2 separate regions of the Gossypium hirsutum genome follow, and region 1 is linked to region 2. Evidence: chromatin contacts called from public Hi-C data. All regions are on one chromosome and are shown on one strand. The core of a region is the stretch at or near the end of the contact, and the rest is flanking DNA. Distances in the headings are between cores, read along the strand shown.

Evidence for each region. Hi-C and Micro-C count contacts between places; a contact is called where the count stands out from the background.
Region 1: a contact with region 2 is called in a Hi-C map of leaf, with 2.2 times the contacts expected there. The contact joins the promoter of LOC107935725 here to the promoter of LOC107888758 in region 2. A contact is called at or near these places in 2 of 34 Hi-C or Micro-C datasets (callus and leaf).

Annotation. Positions count from the first base shown.
Region 1 is chrA09:40,365,913-40,369,747 of Gossypium_hirsutum_v2.1, reverse strand. LOC107935725 (protein EXORDIUM-like 3) reads right to left here and starts at 1,329. Exons shown (of 1, transcript XM_041077793.1): 1 at 1-1,329. The coding sequence starts at 985.
Region 2 is chrA09:39,451,656-39,455,373 of Gossypium_hirsutum_v2.1, reverse strand. LOC107888758 (40S ribosomal protein S20-2) reads left to right here and starts at 1,549. Exons shown (of 4, transcript XM_016812953.2): 1 at 1,549-1,791; 2 at 2,705-2,831; 3 at 2,991-3,104. The coding sequence starts at 2,720.

The sequences.
Region 1 (3,835 bases), core at 80-2,579, 910 kb before region 2:
AATTGAGGATATGATTCCAAACCCACTGAACCAAGTACCTCCGTCTGATCCCGTTCATGTTAAACGTGGCACCATCTTTATCGTTAAATAGTTGTCCCGTGTAAGATCCACCACCTCCAGTTCCATAAATACCCTCACATAAATCCGCTATTTCCACCGGTGCCACTGGGTCTTGGCCGGCATACCAAGCGTTCACCAACGGGTTAGTTGCCAGTTCAGCAATTTCGTGTCCGATCACGCTTATCATCCCGTCCACTCCTACGTCACCGTTGGGTGACTTTAACGGCTTGAACCCCGTCATGTATTTCGGCACAGCGAAGGGATAAGCGCATACCCCCGGGCAAAGCTTCGCCGAGTTCCCCACCCATGCGTATGGGAGCGTGTAACCCACGATGGATGGGAATGTGAAATAATGGAACCCACATACTTGGCCGCAAAAATCCTGGACGTACACGTCATCGGATGTGAGCAAGAGGAAAAGCCCGCTACTGGGGTTTATCGGCAACGGCTTTGTACTCGCTGTCACCGCGCTTTTTATCACCGACTGTATCGACAAGCGCGTCAGTTTTTTCCCGTGCGAGTAAAATCGGTCGTTCTTCTCTTCCCCTAAATGCACAGTATGGGAGATGTTGGCGCCCGTTTGGTCCGTATAAAGTTGTACGGTCTTCCACCAGCCGGCAACAGAAGGGTGCTTGGCATCAACGGCGGAGATTGAGTTGATGAACTCACGGATGATCTTCTTCTGAGATTTTTTCCATCGGCCGTACCAAACTATGTGTACGGTGATGTTGGCGGTGAGAACTGGTCCCATATGGTATCTCATTTGGACGAACTCTGATGAGCCCTCGAATTTCTTGGAGCTTCCCAACGTTAAATCGGAGCTGTTGGGTTTTAAGTGAGGCCATGGACGGTACCCAATGACTGGAGTTACCATCAGCAGTACAGACACTGCGATGAGGCTAGGAAGCACCGGAAATTGGTGCATTTTAGCAGGTGGGGTTGAAGAGAAGAAAAGGGAAATGGAAGGCTATAGTAGCAAGTGAGAGTGGTGGAAGATTAAGAGTAGATATAGAGAGTGAGAAATTTAATTTGAAAACGAAAAAGAAATTAAAAAAATAAAAGGAGGAAAAGGTGAAAAAAATGGAGAAATTTTACAGGGCATTGATTTGCGGGTAGTGGAGGACAGACAGATTCTTTTAAAGCGAGGATGGAAGAGTAAAGAGGGGAAGAAGAGGTGGGGTTGAGAGTGGGGGCATTATTATGATCACCATCATGATGGTCGTTGCTGTGTGATTTCATGTGATCGATCTGATCTGATAGGGCGGGAAAAATATGGCGGATAAGGAGGATGGTTGGGGGGATTCAGAAAATGTGTATTGAGACATAATTTTTTTTTGGTAAATTTAAATTATTAATTTTGATTTTAATAATAAAATACTCACTAGACTTTTTGAAAAAAAACTTAATCTTATTAACCAGTTTTCATTACAAACATAATGAAAATTTGATATGTTATTTTACTGTGTAAATGACCTCATTTTAAAACCCTAGTTGGATTGGGTAATAGATGAAAAAGAGAAAAATTCTAAAGTGATTCAACAGCAACATGATGTTACGGATCGCGGTGGGGCAAGCTTCACAAAGAATAGTTCTGATAATGAGAACGGTCGAGAGCTTTTCTTCGTTGTATTTAACCAAATGCATCATCTTATTACTGGATGAGAAGAGATTAGAAAATAAAGAAAGAGACAAAAGTTCAATCAGAGTTTTGGCAATCGTCGATCTGCAACTAAATGTTTTAAAGCAAGCATCAACGATCTTCCCAGATTCCTCATCAAAGTTGATTTGAAGCTTCATAACATCATATCAAGCAGGAGCTTTGACTAAACTAGGGTCGATGTTCGGATCATTCTTATCGAAGGAACTGACATTATAAGGATTGTTGTAGTGGTTGGCATCCATTTCAATGCCAACCTCAACATTTTCGCCATCAATTTTCAATGCCAAAGAAAGAACTTTTCCAAGTTCTATTAGGGTTTGTGTTTTGCTTTCTTTATCATTGGCAAAATTTTTTTCTCATTTTGGGCTGTAATTTTGGATAAATTTTGGGTAAACTCCATGTTATTCTGCCACATCAGCTAATTTTAACTGGGTTTCCACGCATCAACTAGTTAACGTGTCACGGACTTAGAGTTTTCCCACGCGATCCATGCGGCCTTAGGCAGTTTCTCTGCTTAAAACGCCTAAGTCAGCCTAACTTGTAACAAAAAAAAGATTCAGCAGCAAAAACGCCCAAGTCAACTTCACTCGCAATAATAAAGGATTCAATAGAATTCCCTTAAGATTTTCACGAAGAACAACAGAAGAACGAAGTAAGAACGAGCCTTGAAAGATGAACAAAAGCAGGAACACTTGAGAGAAAAGTTTGAGTGAATACTCTCAAAATTCTTATTAATAACTCAATGAATATACAATGAGCAAAGAGGTCTCTATTTATAGTTGAGCCTCACAGTATATCAATAGCTATAATTAAAAGCTGAATACAATTAGAACTCTAAGCTTACATAACCAGCTATATACAAATAGAACTTTAAGATTCCATAATTATATCTTCTAGAACACTTCCCATTTCTATCAGCCTCTTGAGATGGGCTTTTAATCTCTCCAATCACCGGGCCAGTTTGGTTGGGCCAGTTTGGTTGGGCTAAATGACCTCCCTCGAACACGATGGATCGCACCAGTTTGTCATGGTTGCGAGCACCAACGCGCAACCCATGACATTCTCCCCCACTTGTTCTAGCGACGCCCTCGTCGCATCCTCCTTATGGAACTGGTCAATCTTCCCTTGGAACTGCCACAATGCCTCAGCAGGTTCCCAACTTGCTTCGCTATCAGGAAGTCCCTTCCATCGAACTAAGTACTCATGCTGTGGTCGGTGGTACTTTCGTCTAATTACCCGATCTGCCTCAATGTTTTCTACTTCACGATCATATGAGACTTTTACCCCCATCGGTGCTCGTTCGGACTTGCCTCGATTTGGATCTTCTTGATCCTCATAAAACGGCTTAAGCATGCTTACATGGAAGACTGGGTGTACTTTAAGTTTTGGTGGCAACTCCAGCTTGTAGGCCACCTTGCCCACTCTCTTCACAACTTTAAACGGCTCTTCATACCTTCGCACAAGACCCTTGTGCAAACCAGTATATCGTAAAATCAAGTGTAGTTTAGCAAGGACTGAGTCACCCACTTGAAATTGTACATCCCTTCGGTTCTGATCGGCCCACCTCTTGCTACGCTTACTTGCCTTGTGTAAACAAGCTCTAGCCAAGTCATTCTTCTCTTGCCAATCTTTTGCGAATCTATAGGCTGCCGGATTTGGTCCTGTGTAATGGGTCACAACAGCGTTGGGTGTGAGTGGCTGTTGACCCGTCACTATTTCAAATGGACTTTGATTCGTGGTCCCACTTTGCTGCAAGTTATATGAAAATTGGGCCACATCTAGCAACTTTGGCCAATCCCTTTGTGTGGCACTCACATAGTGCCGAAGATACGTCTCCAACAGTGCATTTACTCGTTCAGTTTGCCCATCGGTTTGTGGATACATGCTCGTGGAGAAGTTCAAATCTGAGCCCATTGACTTGAACAACTCCGTCCAGAACCGACCAGTAAATCGACCATCTCAATCGCTGATAATAGATAGTGGCACTCCCCAATATTTCACCACGTGTCTAAGGAATAACCGAGCTGCTTCCTCAGCAGGGCACTCTTTGGTCGCCGGAATAAAAGTCGCATACTTTGAAAACCTGTCCACCACAACAAAAATACTAGCAAACCC
Region 2 (3,718 bases), core at 300-2,799:
AATCTCAAAACAATTTCGAACAACATAAAAATACTTACATAAAAAATTTAATGAATGATAATAGTCAATTTCTAACAATATCAAATTTATTGCCATTTCTAACAATATCAAATATATTAAAAAATTTTACAAGATAACATTCTCAATAATCTAAACACAAAACTTAGTAACAAATCACAATAAACAAAAAAACTTTAAAACAAAACATAAAAATAACACTAAACAAACTATATAATACTAACAATTTTTTTTCTTATCATAATCTATTATATTTGAAAATAACAATAAAAAAAATTACATTTCTTTTCTTTCTTCTCTTTTCTTTCTTTCTTCTCTTCTCCCTCTCTTGTTCTGCTAAATTTTTTTTCCAAACTGATACGAGCCGGATAGGGGAGTGGGGGAATATACTGGGTGTGCCGCCTATCAGATAGGCACAACTAGTGCTGCCTATCTGATAGGCACAACTGGTGCTGCCTATCTGATAGGCACAACTGGTGCCGCCTATCTGACACTCTCCACTACTAAAATATATTTTTTTTACTGTAAAGTGTCAGAAAATGAGGGTCGTGCCGCGTATGCACCGTCCTCCACCCATTCAAATATACCTTTTCAGTACTTAATTTTAGCATCAACCCATTTTCATATTTTTTTATATTATTCCAGTAAAAAACCATTAATTTTTTTTAAGATTTCGAGATGAAAGGATGAATTTATTTATTTTACATGTTTAATACTCATTTTTTATAGTTTTCTTATTAGTGATCCATTTATCATTGTTTTCTCTATTTATTTATTAGAATATTAAATCATATTATTTCTTTTTCTTTAATTCTATTTATGTTCATATTGGTGAAATTTGCTTTAATATGATTTTTAATATATTATTTTGTTTATCACATTTTAATTACCTATATAAATTATATATTTTCAACTCCTATATAGAATAAGGGTAGATTGGACATTTTATTTAGAAATTGTTTTTACAATATTCCTAAAATTCTAAGTTTACTTTTCAAATTTTTCGGTAAAATTTTACTTTTTATTTAAAATTTAAAATTTATTTCGTGTTTTCAAATTAAACTCAAATAATTCATGTTAAGCTAAAAGTAAAGAAAAATCTTTTAAATTAATTAATTTTATATTTTATACTAAATAAAACTCATAATTTTTGTCATCACTTCTTTACCCAAATGAAGAACAAACAATTAATTTAATTAATTACAAGTATTTTTGCTTTGGTTTTAGTTTAGGAATATTCAAGATTATATAACCAAAAGAACTTTTAATTTCGTAAACAATTATTAAAATTAGTTATTTAAGTTATTTTCGTTAAGGATAATATGGAAATATAAAATAAAATTTTAAATTTTAAAAGAGATTAAATTAATTAATTTCAATATTATAGTAATAAATTAATTGGCATTATCAATAAATAAATAAGTATAATTTAATAATTTTGTGTATCATTTTAGCATCTACCACCTTTTTACTTTAATTCTTAATTTTTTTTAATGCTTAAAACGTCCTAGGTGACAAAATTACAAGGAAGACCCTAAAAGTTGGGTTACCAACAAAGAATTTACCCACTAAATATTGCAGCCCGACCCCGTAAATCTATTTGGTCGAGCCTTCTTTCTAAAAACCCTAACCCTAATAATAAAAGCCTCTGCCCCTACCGATCCCCTTGCATATCTTCTAAAAATACATTTACTCCGTTGGCTTTTGAGGAAAGAGGCAACCAAAGGCTGTTGCTTAACACTTAACTTCTTTCACTTCATCCACTTCTTCCAGGTTTCCTTTTCTCTTTCCCTTTTATTTTCCTTGGTATTTTTATTTGATGTGTAAAATAGCTTGCTTTGGAATTGGGGTCAGATTAATGAGCAAAATAAGAAAGAACAGTGCTTTAGGTTTTCTGTATTCTGGGTTTTATAGCTCTAGTTCACCGGAATGATCTTCAATCAAACAAGTAAAAACCCACAATTTTTGGGTTATAACCTTTTCCAGTTTTCGCAACATTTCCGTTACTGTTTTAAAATGGAAATCATTGGATTGATCATCTTCAAAGAACCATTTTAGGCAACCATCCTTGACAATCCCCACCATCGAATTTGTGACACTGGGCCTTGGAGTATTTAGTCTGAATCCTAGAACCTACCAACATTTCTGGTAGCAACCGCAGTCCTGGATTTATAACTTTATTGTTGTGGCAACTCACAATACAATTTTCAGCTTTGACTCAAATTCTGCCATTCCTCTGATTGAGCCTTTCATCATCTGCATCTTTTAAACATATTTCTCATTTCAACCTCTGAACTTTTCTCCCATTTGCATTTCAGATTGCAGCTCCATTTTCAACTGCTCCTAGTTTTTCCAACCTTGGTGACAATCCTATCAGCATCCTTTTTTCAATTAACCCATTTCCTTTTGAGTTCTAGTCAGACTGTTATCTCTTATGACATGTTTCAACTCAGAAATCGGTAAAGAAGAATGAGGACAAAGCAGAAAGAAAATAAGGGAGAACTGAAACTGAAAATAGAATTTTGTGAGAAAATTGATGTGCATTTAATTGCCATCACCCCTTGCGATATCATTTATATATTGATATTTCTAGCTAAAAGCTGACTGAGTCTTAAGATTTTTAATTTTGTGAATTGCTTTTGGATGATAACTTTTTTATTTATTAGAAATTGATTGTACTGAACAGAACACAAAAGCAACTATGGCCTACGCTGCAATGAAGCCGACCAAGCCTGGTTTGGAGGAGCCCCAAGAACAGATACACAAGATCAGAATCACTCTCTCCTCCAAGAATGTGAAAAACCTTGAGAAAGGTACCGATTTATCTTATACCTCTATAATCTTGTTACTATCAAATTTTCCTCTTCTTAGCTAAATTTCATATAGTGATGAGTACTTTCTGGGGGTCTGATATGGATTAAATGGATAGACTAAGCATTGGTTAGTCTAATGTCTATATGTCTAATTGATAGTTTGTGCTGATCTGGTTCGTGGTGCCAAGGATAAGAGACTGAGAGTTAAGGGACCTGTGAGGATGCCTACCAAGGTTCTTCACATTACAACAAGGAAGTCTCCATGTGGTGAAGGTATTTACTCCCCTTGAGTCCAACGGACTCTTATTGTATTGTGTAGCTTACATTATTACCCAATTATTTATGTTTGAAACTATTTTGACTCTACCTCGAAAGCATGTTTCAGAAACCTATTGTATGGAGAATACTCTAGTTCCCTGTTCGTCAGAAATGATTTTAGAAATGGTATCTTGTTGTGATGGAGCATATAATACTGCTGAATTTCTGTTTTTCTCTGTAATCATAACACCCACAAGAAATAGGTGTGTCTATGCATTCTTGCCTTGTCCTCTGCATTTTATACAACTTTTTTGTAATTGCATGCTGTTTTTCTCTGTAATCATAACACCCACAAGAAACAGGAGTGTCTATGCATTCTTGCCTTGTCCTCTGCATTTTATACTACTTTATTGTAATTGCATGCTGGTTAATAATTTTGAATTCCACATCCATCTTTTTCTTGAAGGAACTAACTGCTAACTTTTTGCTTGTTCTGATATGTTGAACTTGACTTTGCTAATGTTAGATGCTTGAGCTACATGGTGCACATGTGATTTGTTTGTGTTAAAATAACAATCTAGTATGCTAAGGGTCATGATGCATCAAGACTAATCATTTGGGTGGTGTGT